3 separate regions of the Mus musculus genome follow, and all the other regions are linked to region 2. Evidence: chromatin contacts called from public promoter capture Hi-C data. All regions are on one chromosome and are shown on one strand. The core of a region is the stretch at or near the end of the contact, and the rest is flanking DNA. Distances in the headings are between cores, read along the strand shown. Region 1 holds the start of Asic5 (acid-sensing (proton-gated) ion channel family member 5). Region 2 holds the start of Rbm46 (RNA binding motif protein 46). Region 3 holds the start of Gucy1a1 (guanylate cyclase 1, soluble, alpha 1).

Region 1 (2,700 bases), core at 118-2,617, 880 kb before region 2:
AATCTAAGTGAAAGGGCAGTTGGGTTTGCTGTCTACTTTTCTGTCCAGCATGCTTTATTTAATCTTTTATTATTTGTCTGCATTAATAAGTCATCCTTTGCTGTTGGTGCTACAAGTGCATAAAGGGAGATAATGATGACTCAGAATTCTCTCAGTTCTCCCGGGATTGGCTTTATTAGGCGATTCTGTAGCTTTCTTTACGTTTACTGGGAAATGGGGTGGGGCAGGGAAGAGGGGCTTACAAGTCTATCTTCTGTCACATAGGCTTATTCCACATAGCATCACCATCAGAGAAAGAAAGTGTGAGCATCTATGTTTAATTTTAATTGAGTATCTTAGAAAGTGAAAAGGCCAGGTTTACAAAAGAACAAGTTATATCTGTGAGAAGAATCCTTGGTCTTGATTTCAAATAATAAAGTGAGGAAAAATGGAGAGGGAATTGTAACTACATAAACAAGTTGAAATTCAAATTTAATTCAGTCACTAGGAGGGAGGAGCAGAAGCAAGAGTGACTTCTTGACAAAACCAAACCATGTAAGCCCAGCTTCAAGTTATGGTATTGGAGTTTCCCAATAGATGTCCAATGTTGAAGGGAAAAAATGCTTGTGAAATATTACCATGACAAAGGCATCAGGCTCTAGCGGAGAAACATGTAATTACTGTGTGTGGTCAACAGATGGCAGCATTTATACATATGGATGCATATCAGGGTTTATTAATAATATTAATGGTAAGTTCTCAAAGGTGTTACTATAAAAAAGGTGGCCTTTGTGATTTGGCAAATTTATATTATTTTATTAGTGCTTCTTTTTTAGTTAGTATCTTTTTTCTTTTGTAACATTATTCTTCTATTTCCACTGGTCACTTTGTTACAGTTGTATCTCTTTTATGAAAGAAACTTCAAAACAACGATACTTCACGTCCACAAACACACACACACACACACACACACACACACACACAAACACACACACACATACACACAATCACAATCAAAATTTGATTTCTATGAAGCTGAACAAAACGTGAAGAGACTGTCACCTGGGTATCCACTGGTATGATCAGAGGCCACTGTGAGGTCACAGCTTTTCTTCTTTCTTTGTTTCTTTGTTTCTTTCCTCCTTTCTTTTTCAGAAAGTGGGTTTCAATTGTGCTATCTGGGTTTTAATCTATCATGGCCTCTTGCCAGTCTGTAAATGCCCATAGCTGGTTCTGTCCGTGTTTTTTGATTTACAGATTAAGTGCTTCATGAGGCTTAACATAGCAACACAAATATTTAAATTGCCCCTACAGTTTACAACCTTAAGTGCTGTATTTTATATAAAAGGCACAAAATGAATATTGTTATTGAAAAAATTGGATGCACCAGAGGACTTCGGATCACTGAGATCAAAACATGGAACATACTGAGAAATCACAAGTGCACGCGGAGAAAGGTAGGAGATCCTTAAACAGCAACATCCGCCATTCCTAAATACCGGAAATAAGCAGAGAGCAGGGGGTAGGCTTCATCCTTGGAAAACTCTATTCTCATTATTATGTTCACAGTAACAAATATGAGTTTTAAAATGAATAATACAGTTTTAGTAGCAAAAGAATAACTTATGAGGACTCAAAATACTACAAAAATATTACTATATGTTAAAATCGACTTTTGTTGTTTCTTTGTTTCTACACAGTATGCTTGCTTTCCTAACGTTTCTATAATGACCAACCTTTTTAATGAAACTTTTTGTTTATCCACCTGATGAAATGTACTTCTATGAGGGAAGTTCAAAGCCTCAGTTGTGTGGATTGGTGGTCTGCACTGCCCATTTTGGGCTTCCTGACAGGCATATATCACTCTGTAGGTTCTCAATTTGAAATACTCAAAAGGAAAAAAAAAAACCACTATGTTTCTAACAAATAGTAGGAAATGCTTCAGTAAGGTTAACACAACTGGCAATGTTTCTATCTTAATTTAAAGAGTTGACATCTGAAATGTATTATTTGGGTAGTGTTTGCAGCCAGCTGCACTGTGTCTGGCCAGGGACTTATTCCTAGATTACTCTTCTCACTAATAGCCCATGTCCCCTCAGTAGGAAAGGTGAGAGTTGCTAGGGACTGGGCTGTTTCTTTAATCAGGGTAAAGCCTTCACAAATGCGTCCAAGCAATGGTTAAGGAATAAGAATAGGTCACAGTTAAGCTTATTTTGTTAAGTAATATTGTTTTTTTTTTCAGCCTTCTGATTTTATCTGAAGCTTTGACAGTTTTTTTTAAATATGTGCTGATTAACCTGATACTAAAAGAAACATTAAGTAATGCTATTATAGACGATAGCACAATTCCAGAACGTCAGAATGATATAAACATGATAATATAGTTTGTAATATCTTTAAGAGTGTAACAGTATTTGTGGATGCTCATGTACATTGCACGAAATGGGAAACTTTAGAAAATGCATTTTATATCATTAGCTTTTCCAAACTGAAAAAAAAATATTGATTGGAAACTAGTAAGCTATTAAACTAAACTTAATGATGAGAAAATATTGGAGCTTTTTTGGAAGAATGTTAATACTGCATTATTGACAAAATGATATTTATTGAATTAAAACAAGGATTTAAAATTCAAATAACTTCATTGTGAGAATTTATTGGCTTTCAGAGATCTCATCTCTTTCTTTTGTTTCTGAGATCTGTGTTATTTTTATTAGTATC
Region 2 (2,700 bases), core at 20-2,519:
CTTAAGTTTTCCACCAATGAAAACAATACCACTGAACGCTTAAAGCGTAACTTCACCCATACACAGTTGAATATATATTCTTGGTTTTAATATTTCTTACTTTATAAGGATGTTTGCACCTTACATGAGCTGTTTTATAATTTTGGCATTAATATTTTAAAGTCCAAGACTCTTATATGAAAATTAGCACTTAAAACATGGCCACACGCAGGAAATAAGGCATTAGTTGGTTATTTGGCAAATACAGTGCTAACAAGATCCGAATGTCCTCAGTGGCACAGTTAGTGATTGAGACAATATTTTAAACAGGTATACTTAAAAACAAATCTACCTATCACAGCGCTAAGGTTGATTCTTATGACTACAAAGGAAGTTTCTGAAGCATCTCATTGCCCTAATCCCTTGAAATGAAAACTGCTAGTTATTTAAATTAGCCTATTTCCACATGCATATTCATAAATGATGGGCTGTTACCACCTTGATGCTACCTATAGTGCTTCCTGGTTTTAACCTAATTCTAGAAGGCTAAATGAGGTGCTTTTTCTGAGTCCCCTGGGGTCCCCTTCTCATAAATTCACCAGGAAGCCAGTCCACCAGCATCCACCGGGCCCCTGGACCGGCTCCGTGGTCCTCCCTCACCCCAGGCTGCACTAAGAGTGTTATCCGGCCCGTCGGGCAGTTGGCTCCCGACAACCACTCACGCAGATCCCCTAGGCAGCCCGGCCGCTTCCCAGTCGGGGCGGCGGAAAGTTCGAGGCCCGGCCCCCGCTAGGAACTCTGGGCGGCGCGGCGAGCGGACACAACGGCGACGGGAGGCCAGCGAGGTCGGGAAGCAGCGGCCAGGACCCCGAGGTCCCGGAGCTTCTGCCGACTGGGCAGCCGCGCAGGGAGCCCGAGACCCGAGAGCCGCTGTCGACGGGGCGGCCGCGCAGGGAGCCCGAGACCCCGGAGCCGCTGTCGACGGGGCGGCCGCGCAGGCCAGCCCGCGGACACCGCCCGACGGTGGCGCCCCGGACCCCGCACGAGGGCACCCCCGACTGCGGCCGTTGGCAGCGGTTTGCCGGTCACCCCCGCAGCTCCCATTCCCGCCTCACCCCGTCGGGTCTTCAGAGGCCAGACCTAAAAATCCCTGGACCAACGAGCACAAACCGCCGCCAGAGCTTCGGATCGGCGCTGCGGGCGGAAGCGGTGGTCAGAGGAGTCGCCGCGGGGCCGGACGGGGCAGGGCGTGGCCAGTGGCGCTCGTGCTGTCCTCGCGCCTCGGGGCCACGGGCTCTTCGCCTCAGCCTAGCGTGCCTCACGTGGAGTGGCCCCACCTCGACCAATCAGCGGCCGCCGGTGGGGGCGAGGAGGCGGGACTGAGGCTTGAGGCCGGAGGAGGCACTTGCGACAGGCGAAAGGGACTTGGAGTGGCACGCTCGCTGGCCAATCAGGAGGAGAAAAGCCAGTCTGGGCGAGTGAAGTTTGGCGCGTGGAAGACTTGAAGGCGTTACTAAACAAAAGTTACAAAGTGAACTTGCAGTGCTTCCCTTAAGGGAGATGTAGGTAGGTTGAGAAAGTTCTTTGTCTGGCTGGATGAAGTTTGCAAATCTTGATTGAACGCCTTGTTGGGTGCAAAACAGTCATGGGGACTTTTGTAAATGAGGATGGGAGGGGTGGCCCCTTAATTTCTGATTCCCCTTAAAACAGATATGATGAGACTGGGATCGTAAATAACGTTAACAGAGTTTTAGCCCTTTTATGTTTCTACGTGCCAAAAGCAGTTCCAGGGCATCTTCGTCCGTTCTCACAGGGTTTTTAAAACTAAGTTATAGCATGTTTTACAGACAGGGAAACCGACTCAAGAGAGCTGTGGGCGTTTACACAACGTGTGCATCAAGCGGCTTGTGATATGTTACTATCCCAAAAGGTGCCCCCCAAGGAGAACGCTATGCACAATACCTGGGAGGCGTTGGTAACTCGGAAAGCAGTTATTCCTAAACTCTGCTCTGCACAGTATTTTCCAAACAAGTTGAAAGCCTGAGCCACATCTAATACACTAGTTTGGCTTTGTTTTTAAAGATTTTTTTAACCTCAAAAACTACAAGAGGAAGGTTTGTTAAACATTGTTCGTTTGTTTTGTTTTGTCCAGGAAAGAAAGGTTCTTCACATTCATTTTCATGTCTGAATTTTACAGACTTGATTTTACAGACTAGCTGATTTTAAGCGTCGTTGTAGGAGCCTGTAGAAGCCAGTAGGTGGCGATATTTTATTGTGAGGTGTGAATGAGGTCTTGGAGGTAGCCTGGAGGACTACTTAACATTTCCAGTGTGTTCTCTTTTCACACCCCATCCCCAGTATAAAGGAAACCAAGTGAACAAGAGTTTCATAAAGGTCATTAGAGTGAGGCCTTAGAAACTTGCTTTAGAAAGACAATGTTAAAGACTCAAGTTACAGGGTACATCCTCTCCCTCAAAGTCTTAAAGAAACTGAGCAAATTTTATTAGCAGATGTATTTTTCATTGACTGCTATAAAAGATTTATGCCTTCTGCAACCAAAACATAAAGGAATAGCCTTTATTTCTTAAGTTTCCAAGAAGAGGGCATCTGAAACCTTTATGCTACGAGAATTCTTTAAGAATAGACTGCAAAATAGAAATTTTTAGATGCTTTATGGGGAAAGATGACCCAAATGAAGAAAGATGTGAAATGCAGGTGTTC
Region 3 (2,700 bases), core at 2-2,501, 730 kb before region 2:
ACAGGCTGTCAACTCAGATAGGCCCGGGAGAATGTTGTGATGCCTGGCCATTACCTTCCAATGCATCTCAGTCAATAATAAGAGAAAAGCAGCTTAGAAGCAGTCACACTCACATACCCTTTGTGCAGGCACACTTTGCTCTGGTCCCAGCAGTGGCTGGAACTTTGCAGTTTGTATACTCTGGGGCTTTGAGCAGCTCCTCCATCCTCGGAGGAAAGCCCGCATGAGGGCCACAAGCTGGACTCTTAGGTCCTGGCGTCCTTGAATTGCTCCCGAGTGAAGGATGCCACCCAGCTGCCCAGGGCTGGCGGCCTTGCGTGGGAGACAGTCGCCCACGCCTCGCACGTTCCCACTGCGGGACCACAGAGCTCAGCCATAGCTGCTCCCTGACCGCTATCCCTCCCGGGAGTCCCTTCCTCGCTTCTCCCCAGCGTGGGAACAGTGATCTTGCTTCCCAGGGGTGAACGAGATCAGGGGAGGGTGTGGGAAAGGATTTAGCCAAGACTTGGTAGAGGGCTGTATGCACAGGGAGTCCCGGCCGGCCAGCGAGGGCACCGCTATCACTTACTTAGTGATATCCAGACCTGGGGACCGCAACCTCCTGGAGCTGCCACCCAGCAGAGCACAGCCGCACTAGATCACAGATGAAGGGCGGTGGCGCTGGTGATGGACTGAGAGGTGACACTGGAGTCGCACCTGTCGGTCCCGAGCGGGTTCACCCAGGGCACTCAAGGCCACACAGAGCACATCATGGTTAACCTGCGCTAGTGGCGCGGAGGGACCCACGAAACACCCCCAGAGCTGGTTCCCACCGTGCTGTAGTCACTTCTCGCCTTTGTTTTTCCCTGCCATGACCCAAAGAATTCTAGTCTGTCTCTTCCCTGCCGCACAGGACTTCTTCCCACGTCTCAGTACCGTGCCTCGTCCCCTTCTCCAGTCCCCAAACAGTAGAAAAGCAAACAGCTGAGCGAACCCACCATGATGCGATCACAGGAGGCCAGGGGCATCGGGCCAAAGGTGTCTTTGCTCCGCTGGCTCCCCAGGCTGTGCACTGCTGCTCTTCGCCTTGGGGTCCGGTCCGGCTGGCAGGCACTGGAGGAGGGCTGCCTAGAAGGCGGTGTGTGAGAAACCCGCGGCTCTGAGTCCCTCCCACTTCTCCCAGGCTCAGCTAGAGAACTGAGTCTGCTCCCGCCCAGTCGCCATCCTCCAAACCACCAAAGGCAGACACACACACACACACACACACACACACACACACACACACACACACACACACACACACACATAGCAGGGAAGGGGACAAGGAAGAGAAAAAAAGAGACTCTAAGAAAAGTTGAAAAGTTGGCACATTAAAACTAAAAACATTTTCTCTAGTACAAGCTGGTGCAGAACCACTGTAGTTTCCTGAATCTGAAACCTGGTGGGGAACTTTCTTTCTCCTTGGGTGGCTTTGGTGGCCTGGCTTTTAGGTTTGAGGCTACTCTACTCATTTCAAAGGTAATTTTGTGGTCACAAGAATATTTTTTTTTTTTTGAGTAAGGTCTTGCCTCTATTTGGTTCACTACACTCAGCCCTATTTGCTGTTAATGCATGTGTGTGTGCATAACTGTTCTTTTATTTTTAAATCATTGTTCATACACACATATGTGTACACACAAAAATGCACACACACACACACACACACACACACACACTTACTCCTGGTGTCTTTTTAATCCTCCAAGTCCAAGAAGTCTAAGACAAAAAGTTATCTTGACATATCTACTTTCGACTCATCATCGACTCTGGTCTCACTGAGGAGGCCCCACTCATATGAGAAACGTTTTGTCCAGTGAAAACAACCATAAGAATTGTCCTAAAGAATGGATGGGAGTAGACAGAAACAGAATTAGCCAGAAATGCCAAGACAGCTACAGGAACCAGGGAAACTTTGGCCTTAAGATGGAACCAAACCTCGTAGGTCCTTTGCTGGTTCTGTTTTGGGTTTTGTTGTTATTTTCTTGTCATTTCCAAAGCTTCTCTTACTCCCAGAGCAATTCATGAACTTCTCTTAGTTCAGCAGGAAAAGTGAAATCTATTCTCAGACCATGAACGTAAGGCCCAAAAGGAAACAAAAACAAAGGGACTCATAATGTAAAGCAGCCAGCCCTATCAGTTTTAAAGTAAATAAAACATGACAGAAACATTCATGTGGGGGGGGGGGCATCCCTCTGACAGATAAAATGTTTCTGAAATAATGGTGTCAGTGTGGGATCTTGAAGGGCCCTTCAGTTTTGCAAGAGGATATGTGGAAGGAACTGCTTGTTGGTAGCAGAGGAGACTGAACAAAGGGCCACAGGCAGGTGGCAAGGTGGTGGTGTGGTGGCCAGGAGATAAGATGGGGTAGAAGGTAAAGGTGAGTGGAGTGCAGGAGGATGCAGAGGGCACAGGGTGCTGTCTCTGCTGTACTGTTCATGTAAGGACTCCTGAGCTACCTTTCTACACTGATGTCCCTCTTTCCCATGGTCCTTCCCTTCTGAGATAGGACGTGCTGAGCAGATAAGGGACACTTTAGTCTTACAGCATCTTCAGATCTGACACTGATATAAGGATGGCATGTAGGGGAAAGCCCATGTGTCTTCACTCTATTGAGAATAGAAAACAGAAGAAGTCTCAGGAAGACTATGGCAAGGAAGTTTTGTATAAACTGTAGGCAAAAAA

What was found. Promoter capture Hi-C pulls out the DNA fragments that hold promoters and counts their contacts.
Region 1: a contact with region 2 is called in a promoter capture Hi-C map of second pharyngeal arch cranial neural crest. The contact joins the promoter of Asic5 here to the promoter of Rbm46 in region 2. A contact is called at or near these places in 13 of 39 promoter capture datasets (the 3T3-L1 cell line, the HPC-7 cell line, cranial neural crest and 8 more) and 3 of 484 Hi-C or Micro-C datasets (the HPC-7 cell line, cerebellar granule neurons and myocytes).
Region 3: a promoter capture Hi-C map of embryonic stem cells shows a contact between it and region 2, with 4 times the contacts expected there. The contact joins the promoter of Gucy1a1 here to the promoter of Rbm46 in region 2. A contact is called at or near these places in 12 of 39 promoter capture datasets (the 3T3-L1 cell line, 3T3-L1-derived adipocytes, HPC-7-derived erythroid cells and 6 more) and 1 of 115 datasets of contacts at active chromatin or transcription factors (astrocytes).

Annotation. Positions count from the first base shown.
Region 1 is chr3:81,995,555-81,998,254 of GRCm38.p6, forward strand. Asic5 (acid-sensing (proton-gated) ion channel family member 5) reads left to right here and starts at 1,368. Exons shown (of 10, transcript NM_021370.2): 1 at 1,368-1,436. The coding sequence starts at 1,397.
Region 2 is chr3:82,875,214-82,877,913 of GRCm38.p6, forward strand. It overlaps Rbm46 (RNA binding motif protein 46), which reads right to left and starts at 1,270. Exons shown (of 6, transcript NM_001277170.1): 1 at 1,095-1,270. It overlaps Rbm46os (RNA binding motif protein 46, opposite strand), which reads left to right and starts at 1,492. Exons shown (of 4, transcript NR_040382.1): 1 at 1,492-1,545.
Region 3 is chr3:82,144,695-82,147,394 of GRCm38.p6, forward strand. Gucy1a1 (guanylate cyclase 1, soluble, alpha 1) reads right to left here and starts at 1,252. Exons shown (of 9, transcript NM_021896.6): 1 at 978-1,252. It overlaps Gm29921 (a long non-coding RNA gene), which reads right to left. Exons shown (of 9, transcript XR_867373.2): 8 at 1,954-2,074; 9 at 1,704-1,855.